Linked DNA regions of Mus musculus: region 1 is linked to region 2. The links are chromatin contacts, called in public Micro-C maps. All regions are on one chromosome and are shown on one strand. Each heading gives the region's core, a stretch centred on a gene start, on an enhancer-like site or on the middle of the called end of the contact. The rest is flanking DNA. Distances are from core to core; before and after follow the strand shown. Region 1 overlaps Mccc1 (methylcrotonoyl-Coenzyme A carboxylase 1 (alpha)). Region 2 has its middle 15 kb from the start of Gm25696.

Evidence for each region. Hi-C and Micro-C count contacts between places; a contact is called where the count stands out from the background.
Region 1: a contact with region 2 is called in a Micro-C map of embryonic stem cells, with 2.8 times the contacts expected there. The contact joins two enhancer-like sites. A contact is called at or near these places in 2 of 39 promoter capture datasets (cranial neural crest and pre-B cells), 1 of 15 datasets of contacts at CTCF or cohesin (large pre-B cells), 1 of 484 Hi-C or Micro-C datasets (embryonic stem cells), 5 of 115 datasets of contacts at active chromatin or transcription factors (the 230-238 cell line, embryonic stem cells, epiblast stem cells and 1 more) and 3 of 9 other capture datasets (adipose tissue, liver and pancreatic islet).

Annotation. Positions count from the first base shown.
Region 1 is chr3:35,970,774-35,976,299 of GRCm38.p6, reverse strand. Mccc1 (methylcrotonoyl-Coenzyme A carboxylase 1 (alpha)) reads left to right here. Exons shown (of 19, transcript NM_023644.4): 12 at 396-505; 13 at 2,010-2,226; 14 at 3,736-3,822. Among named protein-coding and RNA genes, the nearest start is that of Mccc1os, 26 kb to the left of the region's middle. Within about 2 kb of position 2,254, at least 5 of the 459 cell types and tissues checked have an H3K27ac peak or open chromatin away from gene starts, as enhancers often do. A contact at or near this core is called in embryonic stem cells, where this site is marked.
Region 2 is chr3:35,717,263-35,723,055 of GRCm38.p6, reverse strand. No RefSeq gene overlaps it. Among named protein-coding and RNA genes, the nearest start is that of Gm25696, 15 kb to the left of the region's middle. Within about 2 kb of position 1,970, at least 134 of the 459 cell types and tissues checked have an H3K27ac peak or open chromatin away from gene starts, as enhancers often do. A contact at or near this core is called in embryonic stem cells, where this site is marked.

The sequences.
Region 1 (5,526 bases), core at 1,005-3,504, 250 kb before region 2:
TGGGCAGGTTGGTGTATGTGGGCCCAGAGGATTGAAGGCTTGAAAGCTCAGAATGGAAATAAGTTTAACAAGAGAGGGTTGGACTTTGCCTTGACCTCCGAACAGAGAAAGGAAAAAAAAAAAGGCTGAAGAAAGCCAGCCTTTGTGTCACTGCATAATATGTGTCACATGAGAAAGTCTGGTACTCTCAGTGACTAATCCCTGTTAGATTTTAGACAAGTTTTTAAATCCCTCTTGAGTCATGGTTTCCTCGAAAATAAAATGGTGCCGAGGGCACCTGCCATGCAGGGATTGGGGAGGGCTGGGCGTGAGGTGACAGGAAGCACATCTTGCTCAGCTTTGCTTCAATCCTCAGAGATCTGATTTTGACAGCTTACAGTGCCTCTTGATTCCAGGAGATGAAGTCTCGGTGCATTACGATCCCATGATCGCAAAGCTCGTTGTGTGGGCCTCAGACCGCCAGTCAGCCCTGTCGAAGCTGAGGTACTGCCTTCATCAGTACAACGTGAGTGAGCTGAGGCCAGAGGCCTGATGTTAGCACCTCAGCCCTACGTTCCTGTGTGTCAGACACACGCAGTTCTTCAGGGGGCAGTTCTCCAAGACCAGTGTGTGCGGGCTTTGAGCGCTTCTTTATTTCAGTTGGAAAACAAAGGATCGTAGAGATAAAACCAGTAATGTCCCCACTGCGTTCCAGTGAAGTCCCAGTCATCTGTGAATAAGCCAACTATAGGAATGAGTCTAATCAGTGTTCTTTAAAAAACATTTGAAGCCGGGCGTGGTGGCAACACCTTTAATTCCCAGCACTCGGGAGGCAAAGGCAGGCGGATTTCTGAGTTCGAGGTCAGCCTGTTCTACAAAGTGAGTTCTAGGACAGCCAGGGCTACACAGAGAAACCCTGTCTTGAAAAACCACAAAAAAAAAAACAAAAAAAAACAAAAACAAAAACAAAACATTTGATCTTCATTTTCAGCCATGGATCAGAGGTGGGTTTTTTGTTGTTTTTGTTTTCTGGTTTTGTTTTTTTTTTGTCTTTTGGGTTTTTTTTTTTTTTTTTTTTGTATCACATTAATTTTTGTGGTACATAAGTTCCAACCACCTTAACTTCATTCACTTCATGGAAGAATTTATAACACATAATTTAAAAATTATCCTGTTTGATTTATCCATGTAAAAGCTGCAATTTCTAAGGCTCTATCACTGTGGCCACACCTGCAGTTCCTTCAGTGGGTCAATGTGGAGAAGCGCTCTTGTTTCCCTTTTAGTCCATCCTCACCCCATCCATCCTGTGTGCTGACTGTCCTCGGTCAGCTTCCTCAGGGTTCATTGTCCCATTCAGAACAGGACACTGTATGTTCTCTGTCACCTCAGCCAGTCTCAGCCTCGGTCAGGGCCCTGTGAAGGCAGGGGCTGCATCTGTGTTGCCTCTCACTGTCCCCAGAGGCTGTGTCAGAACCTGGCACCGACAGCAGCTCAGGGAATGAAGTAGGAGGGTGGCTGGGTGAGCCGATGCATGAACCCAACGCCATCGCTACCTCCATCTTTAGTCCTTTTACTTTGAGGAGAGAATTCAAGATGGTATTGCTCTTTATTTTTTTGTTTAATTTTTATATCCATATCTAAACCTTGGGTTTCAGCTGGAAGGCGACTTCTCTCAGGCTGCTTACTCTTGTTCCCTCTCCAGCATCACGATCCTTCCTGCTGCATTTGCGGGCATCCTATTTTGTGGAATGCTCTAAATGAAAATCTGGTCTCTTGCAAATATATCTCATGTCTGGTTTTTTAACTTTCATCATTTTCCCAGCATAAGCCAGTTAACCCCCTTCCTGCGGTACTATGTCCTATAGCCTGTTTCTCTTGTGAAGCCACATTTTGAAGTGTAGGTCCAGATGTGCAATGATCGATCGCCTTTCTGCACGTGACACCTTGGTAGGTCATAGAGCGGACGGACGCCTTCCTGAATGTGTTGTCCTCTATGCTCAGCAGGGCCCTGGGTTTGCTTCTCTTCCCAGATTGTCGGCTTGCGCAGCAACGTGGACTTCCTGCTCCGGCTCTCCGGCCACCCAGAGTTTGAGGCTGGGAACGTGCACACGGACTTCATCCCTCAGCACCACAAGGACCTGCTGCCGAGTCACAGCACTATAGCCAAAGAGTCTGTGTGCCAGGCAGCTCTGGGGCTCATCCTCAAAGAGAAAGAAATGACCAGCGCTTTTAAACTCCACACTCAAGGTACCGAGCGCGCCTTTCTTCCCTGGCCGTGTTCTCTGACTCAGCAAGAAACGCGCTTCTGTTTCTGTGACGTTCTTGCCTCTCCAGCCTCCAGGGACTGATTATTTTCTGAAGATGTTTTGGGGGTTTTTCTTTTTGTCTTTCTTTCTTGTGTGTGTGTCTGTTATAAAAGAAACATTCATATATCCTGAGTACATAAGCATACGTGCATATATCACAAGTGTACACATAAGCACTTGCTCCATGAATGCCTAGCATTGCAGAAATGGGTCTCTGCAATCGCTCGTTCCTTCTGTATCTCATGGTGACCTCTGCTGGCCGTGTGCATTCATTACTCCTGTGGCTTGCTTCACCATACCTGCCCTACCTACCGCAGTGCCCTTGGTCGAAGGATGGAACATTGGAGAATCAGACTCCTAAGCGTGAGCCACACTTCATTGTTAAGTTTCTTCTTCCCCTGTGTTTCCATCTTGTGATTGAATTTCTGTCTGAATGGAAGTTTGGGCCCTTCAGGGTGTCAGAGGATGCACCGCGGGAAGATTGTCATGGTTTGCACACAAAGGCTCCTTCTCCAGCATGCTCTCAATGGTTTCCCAACTTCTGGCATCAGTTACCTCAGAGGATGGCTTACAGCTTCAGTCAGCTGTGCACTGAAAGGTCTCTCCCTCTAAACTAATAAAACAGAGACTCTCTCTCTCTCTCTCTCTCTCTCTGAAACCCACCCCACAGTATTTACTCAGGATAATGCCGAGCATTGGAGTAAACATAATTCTTAAATCTACTTATTTTTTTGTTATTAGAATCATAATTTTTTGTTTTATTTTCTCTGTATGCGGATTTTGCCTGCATCTAGGTCTGTGCTTTATATGCATGCAGTGCCTATGGAAGCCAGAAGAGGGCATCATATACCCTAGCACTGGACCTATGGATGGTTGTAAACCTCCATCTATCTGGGAGTTGGAAGAGCAGCTCCTGCCGTTAGCCATTAAGCCATCCATCTCTTTAGCCCCAAGATTATTATATATGCTCCTGCTTCCTATCAATAACAACAGGGTTCAATTGTTCGCATCTTTGATTTTTAGCTTTATTCATAGTCTTTCTATCGAAAGTGTAAAGAATATAACTGCGTCTTTAGGTTTGTAAAGTGTCACAGTTACAGGCTTCACACTCAATGGCTTCGGTTTAGTTGTACCACAGCCTCTGGGTTGTGCCCAGCAGAGCTTGTATGCGCAGCACGAGGAGCTGGGCCAGTGACACAGAGGCACAGCGAAAGGGAGACCTCTGTGCCACCAGAGGACAAGGGCTGAGTCGCAGATACTCATCTTCCAGAGAAGCTGGGACTTCTCAGATAAAAGTCTCTGAGACACAAGTGGAAGCAACTAGCTTACTTACGAAGTAGAGCACACATCTGAGCTGCCAACCAAGGACCCGTGGGTTACATTCACCTTTGTACATGTTTGGGGGGCTTGATACTTGTAATTTTGTTGTTGTATTTTAAATCTTTTCTAGATCAATTCTCTCCGTTTTCATTCAGCAGTGGGAGAAGACTGAATATCTCTTACACCAGGAACATGACTCTGAGAAGTGGTAAAAGTGGTGAGTGACGTCTTATTACGAGAGGAATGCAGAGTGCAGCGACACAGCGTGTTAACCCAAGCACAGTCAGCTCGGGGTTTTTAAGTGGCTCAAGTAGGGCCATGGGATCAACCCTGCACATATTTTCCCTGCTTTTGGGTGTTTAAGTATCCTGAAAATAAGCCATAAGACATACCTAGCAGACAGTGGAAATGAAATATGGCCAACTGTCACTGAGGAGACTAGGGTGTGTGATTTTAGGCAAGGTCTTTCTTTGTACGTTATTTTTCCGCCTGCTCTAAGACAGATGGTCGCCACTATTCACGCAGGACTTTGAGATCCAGGTGGAGTGGGTCACTGAAGAGCTGTCATCCAGTGTATGTTCAGTCACCTGAGTGTTTATCTTCACTTGAGCGTCACAAGAGAATGAGGGAGTCACTGCTCACGTGTAGATGCGGAAGCACAGAGAGCAGGGTGACTTGCTAAGGCCAGTCGGCACAGAGCATTATGGATAGCCACTCCTTTTGATAACCACTCCAGGCTTCTCTAACACTTTGGCTCGGTGGCTTTGGTTTTGGTTTTTAACTGTATTCTGGTTTGAGAAGGCTCAATGTAAAGACTGACGTTTTAACTAAAGCTAGAGGACACTGGCACCTAAGCCAGAAGATAGTTAATGAGTGTGAGCAGGCAGGATACAGAGGGTCAGAGCGCCGTAAGAGCCAGTGACTGTCCCTTCTGCTACAGGACAGAGTGCGTGAGATGCCAGAGTGGGTGAAGTATGCCGGATATGAGGATGTCAGGGATACCTGAGCCAAGGCAGCTCTCGTACCAGTTAGAGCAGCTCCCTGCCAGCATCAGCCACCCTTTCTCTGAGCGGAACAGGGCCTTCTTGACTCTTGAGATGACAGACATCATTCCTGTGCAGCAAATGCATCCTTCACAAAGTGACTGCGTTGTAACTAGAGCCTAGATGGACATTACTAGAAATACACCGGGTGGTCTCCAAGGACGGTTGCAAATGCCCCTCCACTCCATAGCACAAGTGGGTAACTTGTCCTGCATCTTGGGCTGGAATGTTTATTCGTACTGTCCTACAAAGCAGTCTCCAGAGTCAGAGAATGTCTCATTAGCCGCCTCCGTGTGCCGAGTGCACGTATCAGAGGCAGGGAAATTTGCAGGGCGCTCTGCAACCTAAATTAAACAGAAAAATCACATGTGCCACGGAAATTCAGATGAGCCAAATATGCTATCTGGCATGGGTTTTCATTAAACCACTGAGCGCTCTTTTGAATTGTACTGGATTTTCTTAGAATGAAGAACATTTTAATTTAAAAACGAATGAGTGCACAGTTGCAAAGCTGCCGTGATTGCTGCTCACCATATACACTTTTCTTCTCTTACGCTGTTCCACAAAGATGCTCTGATTCTGAATATAACTCCCTGGAAGTGTTCTAGGGAGTCCTGGCAAACAGCTAATGAGCAGTAACCAGGGGAGTATCCCAGACACGAAGCCCGGGGCCTTTATGATCTCACGTAGGACCAGTCTTCAGTCTTCTCAAGGAAAATGACCATGTGCTTCAGTGCTGTGTTTATAACTTGAATCTTTTATATATTATTTTGTTACTGGTGACCATTTTGTTAGAACTGTGAGTTGGCCCTCAATAGTAATAACAGCCCAAATTTATTCAAGGCTTACAGAGACAATATTAAACATTTTCCAGAGGC
Region 2 (5,793 bases), core at 721-3,220:
AGTGAGAAAAAGTGCCATTTAATTAACAGTGGATCCGAGGGAGGAGCTTAAGAGGCCACGCCTTTGTTGGGTAGGATGTGATGTACTTTTAAGAGGTGTACCTACTGATGTCTGTGCCACTGTAAACAACCCATAACAGATGCTCATATAAGCAACGCTCATCACATGCAGATGTGTGTGCAAGCACATGTGCGTGCACACACACACAAACACACACACATACACACAAGTTGGGAAGTAGAAAAAGATCGGAAGTATTGGGAGCTCCCTCCCAAGAGAAGGCAATGGGGGTAAATATGAGTAAAATATATAATATGTACTTATAAAATATAATGAAATTTATTATATGAATTTCATAACAACATGTATGCTGTTAATAATAATTATATATATGTTAGTAAAACTTAAAGAAGGTGTTGAGTATTATAACAGGGATGAGAGTTTGAGATGATAACAGGAAAGTCAAATGGAAATATCAGGAGATAGTGAAATGTAGAATAAAAAAGCCCAGTAGGGAATTCAGGATCTAAGTTCTGACGTATAAATGTGTAGCCAAAATGGATCAGAGTGTCAATCAAAGAGTGTGTGTGTTCAGGTGTACAACAGTGAAATGACAGACAGAACAATTTAGAGCAACCAAATAAGGGGAAAACAAAAACAAAAACCAAACCAGGCCTCTGTTAGACATCTAGTCTGAACGCTTAGTGGCTCAGGAGGCCAAGTGATCCGTTTGGAACAGGCCAGTGAGTTAGTACAGCTGTTATAATGTCAAGCAGCTGGAAGACTCAGATGTAGGTGCCATTTTTGTCACAGTGGATGTGGAGAGGAAATGGGTGAGGACCAAGGGGAATGGGTGGAAATTTTGATAAGAAATATCCATTAGAATTGAGAGATAGAGAACCTTTCCAATAGGAGGGCCACCAAGGTAAAGACAGCTGCAACAAAATGGTTGTCTTCTGGTGCACACTGCAGGTCTGCCAGAACTCTGCAAGTGGAAACAGGTTCCCTTTGAAGTGAGGGTGACATAGAGGAAGAAGCTGTGGGTGGAGACCAAGAAGAAGAAGCTGGGTAAAATGTTAATGGAACAGCTTTGCCTAGGCCTTTTGTTTTATTTCTGAGTTTGAAAAGGTAGACAAAGGAGAGAGGTGTGCGTTGGTTCCATAGAATAAGGAAGGAGACAAGGCGGACAGGGTGGAGAATGTAGATGGAGAGCAGGGCAGGACCTTCAGTCCCAGCTTGGCAGAGAATGGGAAAGAGAAAGTGCAGATGTGAGGAGCCTGGAGAGGAGCCAGGGAGCTGGTGACTTTTTTTTTTTCAGCACAGATATGGGGTGCAGGGGTGGGAGTGGGGCCTACTCCATTTACCTGACTCGGGGAATCATATTACTGTTGGACAGCCAGACTGCTTTTTTCCCCATGAGGTGTCACAGGAGATTGCATTGCTGTAAACTGTAAACTGATGTTTGTGCTAGGGAGGTACAAAAGAAAGAAAAAGAGAAGGAAGGAAGGAAGGAAGGAAGGAAAGAAAGAAAGAAAGAAAGAAAGAAAGAAAGAAAGAAAGAAAGAAAGAAAGAAAGGAAGGAAGAAGAGAGAGGCAGGAAGGAAGGAAGAAAGGAAGGAAGAAAGAAAGAAAGGAAGGAAGGAAGGAAGGAAGGAAGGAAGGAAGGAAGGAAGAAAGAAAGAAAGAAAGAAAGAAAGAAAGAAAGAAAGAAAGAAAGAAAGAAAGAAAGGATCCAGTCTGCCTTAGCCACGTAACTCTTACTGAAATGTGTTGAGTACTGATGACAAGGACAACAGAAGGCAGTTCCATCACAGATGACATATATGGCAAAACCAGCGTCACTTATAGAGTCAAAGTACAGACTTAATTGAGGGTGAAGTCAATTTCACAATGTGCTGTGTGATGTGTACTCTTGTCTCAGGAAGCTCCCCCACCCTGGTCAGGGAGAAGTCGCAAGTTCGGTGGGTGTGGTTTACCTCTCTGAGTAACAAATTCAGCTCAACAAGAAGAAAGACCTGTAATGAGTCAGAAGCGCAGTCAGGAGGAAATCTACCCTTAAAGCTCACTACAGACCCAGCTAGCTTTTCAGAAGCAGAACTGGAGAAACCTGTTTTAGAAGCAGCACTGGCCTCCTGATACAGGCTCTTCAGCCTCTCCCTTTCCACAATTTTCCTTTAAGGCAGGTGACTTTTGCCCTGGAAAAACTAGCCACTACCAGTAGTGGTGGGGATGACAGCCCCACCCAAGGTTTCTGCCTTCCCTTTTATCAGTCATTTGCTCTGCAAAGTCCTATAACTCCTCCTTTCCTGGCACTTCCAGTTCCCGGAAGTACTCCTTTTTGGGTCTATAGAAAGAATTTTTAAAAAGGGTGGAGTCAGGACTGGGTGGGCTGCTGAGTGATGTAGGGTAGCACTCTCTGATCTAGAACTCCATCGCTAAAGACACTTCTAAAGAGTGCAGGGCCTCGGGAACTGCAGGCATAGAAGCTCATACTTATAAGGGCAATAGAGTATGGGAGAACGTACTTAGAAAGTAGAATTCTGGGGCCATCTCTAATACCATGGACTCATAGTGACACATTTGTGTGAGAGTCTATGACTATAACACGAAATTACCTATGATCACAGGGTCTTAACAAACTCGGAATTGCTTTTTGGGAAGGGCCAGTACTCCCTCTGGGGTATTTGAAACTGGAGACTTTGTAGTTGCTGAATCTGCTGGAGTGCTCCAGACATTTAGAAGGTGTGGGGCATTTAAGTAACAATACTGCAGAAAAAGAGCTACAGACACAGGGCTGGTACTAGTTGGTTACCATAGATCTAGTAGAACAGAATATTCCCTTCAAGCCTACTAGACCCTATGTTGTTGGCTTTTTTTTTTTTTAAACTTGATGGATCACATTATTTGAAAATACCATTGAATATAGTTGGGCTTAGTATGTGCGAGTAAGACAGGGTCTCAATAAGTTGAGGCCAGCTCAAAGTGGCCTCACACTGACTGTGTAGCTGACCTTGAACTTCTGACTCTCCTGCAGCAATTACAAGCATACACCACGTTGCTCAGTCACACGTGGTTCTGAAGATTAGACTCAGGACTTCCTGCACTCTACGCAAGCTCTTTGCCGACTGAACTACAACCCTAGCCTCAAGTTGTTTACGTCTTTACTAATTGTTTCAGTGCTGTTTTCCAATATGAGAAGCAAGATAAACACCAAGGGGTGGACCCAGAAGTTCTTCTCCTCTCCCTCTGTTCCCCGAGACCCAATCCCAAACCCTGCAACAGTTCACTAGCTGAAGCTCCCTTCCTCCTTCCCCCATTTCCTGTAGATTCCACTGACCACTCCCTCCTAACCCCCACCCCCAAACCTCATCTTAGTATCCCAGCCTCCAACACCGGTGTGCATTCCCTGTGAACATACAAGCAGAGCAGGTCAGGAAAACAGGCAACATGCAGCCATCACACTCCCTGAAAATCCAAAGAGGAAACAGAAACCAAGGAACACAATACCCAGACATAAAAGACAAATCCAGAAAACAGCATCTAGACCTATAATCACCAAAAACCCAGATGTTGACACACTAGCATAAGAACACACTCAACAACAGCCAGGGGCATGGCAATAGCCACGTCTCCATTGGCAGTGAATATTCCAACATAACTGAAGCACAGGAAACAAGTTTAAAATCAAATATATGATGATGATGATGATAGAGATCCATAAAGAGAAAATGAATAAATGCCTTTTAAAAATCCTAAAAAATACAAACACTGGGAAGGAATGAGTAAATTCCTTAAAGGAAACCCAAGAAAATACAAACAGGTGAAGGAAACAAATAAAACTGTTCAAGACCTGAAAATGGAAATGAAAGCAATAAAAAAAAAAAACACAAACTAAGGGAATCCTGGAGATATAAAACCTAGGCAAGTGAGCAGGAACTACAGATGCGAGCATCACCAACAGAATGTAAGAAATGGAAGCGAGAATCTCAGGTGTTGAAGACACAGTAGAAGAAACATTTGGCAAAGAAAATGTTAAATCAAAAAAACTCCTGATAAAAACATCTAGGAAATCTGAGACACTATGAAAAGACCAAACCTAAAAATAAGCAGAGGAAAGGAAGAAGAAACCCAGCCTAAAGACCCAAAAAATATTTTCAACAAAAATCATAGAAAAATTTTTTTCCTAACTTCAAGAATGAGATGCCTATAAAGGTACAAGCATTATATAGAATACCAAGTAGATAGGACCAGAAAAAAAAATGTTCCATCACTACATAATAATCAAAACACTAAATTTACAGAAAAAAGAAGTAATATTAAAAGCCTCTAGGGAAAGAAAGCCAAGCAACATACAAAAGCAGATCTATTAGAATTACCACTGACTTCTCAATGGAGACTCTAAAAGCCAGAAGGGTCTAAGTAGATGTACCGGAAGATTCTCTGTCTTTCCTCCTGGTCCTTCCCTCCCACAATCCTTTCCATCACCCCCTCCCCTTCTCTGAGAGAGTGGAGGGCCCTCCTGGGTACACCCGCCCCCTCTCCTCCCCTCTTGGCACATCAAGTCTCTGCAAGGCTAGGTGCTTCTTCTCCCACTGAGGCCAGACAAGGCAGTAGACTGAGTTAGGGGAACAAATTACACAGACAAGCAACAGCTTTAGGGATAGATCCCACTCCAGTTCTTTGGGACCCACATGAAGATCAAGCTGCACACCTGCTATATATGTGTGGGGAGCCTAGGTCCAGCTCTTTGGTTGAATGCTCTTTAGCTGGTGGTTCAGTCTCTGAGAACCCCCAAGGGTAGAGATTAGTTGATTCTGTTGATCTGTCCCTTTTGAGGCCCTCAGTCCTTCCTCCATCTCTTCCATTAGAGTCCCCAAGCTCCATCTAAGGTTGTAGGTAGAGTCTCTCAGAGGACAGTTATGCTAGCATAACAGTGCTTAGTGTTAGTGCTTAGTGACATTAATAGTGTCAGGGATTGGTGCTTGCCCATGGGTCTCTAGTTGGGCCAGTTATTGCTTGAACATTCCCTTAGTTTCTGCTCCATGCCTTGTCCCTGTATGTCTTGTAGGCAGGGTAAATTTTGAGTCAGAAGTTTTGTGGGTGGGTTGGTATCCTTAGAGCTCCACTGGAGTTCCTACCTGGCTACAGGAGGTAGCTCTTCAGGTTCCAGATCTGTAGTCTCCCCTCCCCCAGCCTGAAACCTGCTTGCTCAGGGGTGGAGCTTCCCGCTCAATCTTTCTGCCACGCCCATTGCTTTGCTACTGGACCCCGAGATTATTTGGCGGGAATTGGGCCCCCTTCCCCTGCCTCATAACTGCATGCAGAACAGTAAAATTGAGCTTTGATCAGAATGCCTGTCTTAGCTGCATTTCTTTCTCTCGCCGCCTAGCCCCCCTTCTCTTCCAGGTTTCCAAAATGCCTTTCCAGGCTAGAACCCAGGTTGTGATCTACTGGCCAGACACAACACAGATCCTCACTGCTGTGAGCCTCAGCTAAGTTTACCTCCACTGATTCTTGGGATTCCCCCCAATCCCAGGTCTCTGGTGTGTCCTCGAGATGCCCCCCCCCCCCCAACTCACCCACACCCACCTGCTATAGATTTCCATTCATTCTCATGGCCATCTGGCCATCTCCCTTGTCTCTCTCCATAACTGATCCTGAAACCCCTTATTCCCCTCCCCATCTCCTCTCCTACTCAGTTCCCTCCCTCCTTCTACCTTCTAAGACCATTACCACCTTCTAAGTGAGGTTCAAGCATCTTCATTTGAACCTTCCTTCTTCTTTAGCTTCTTT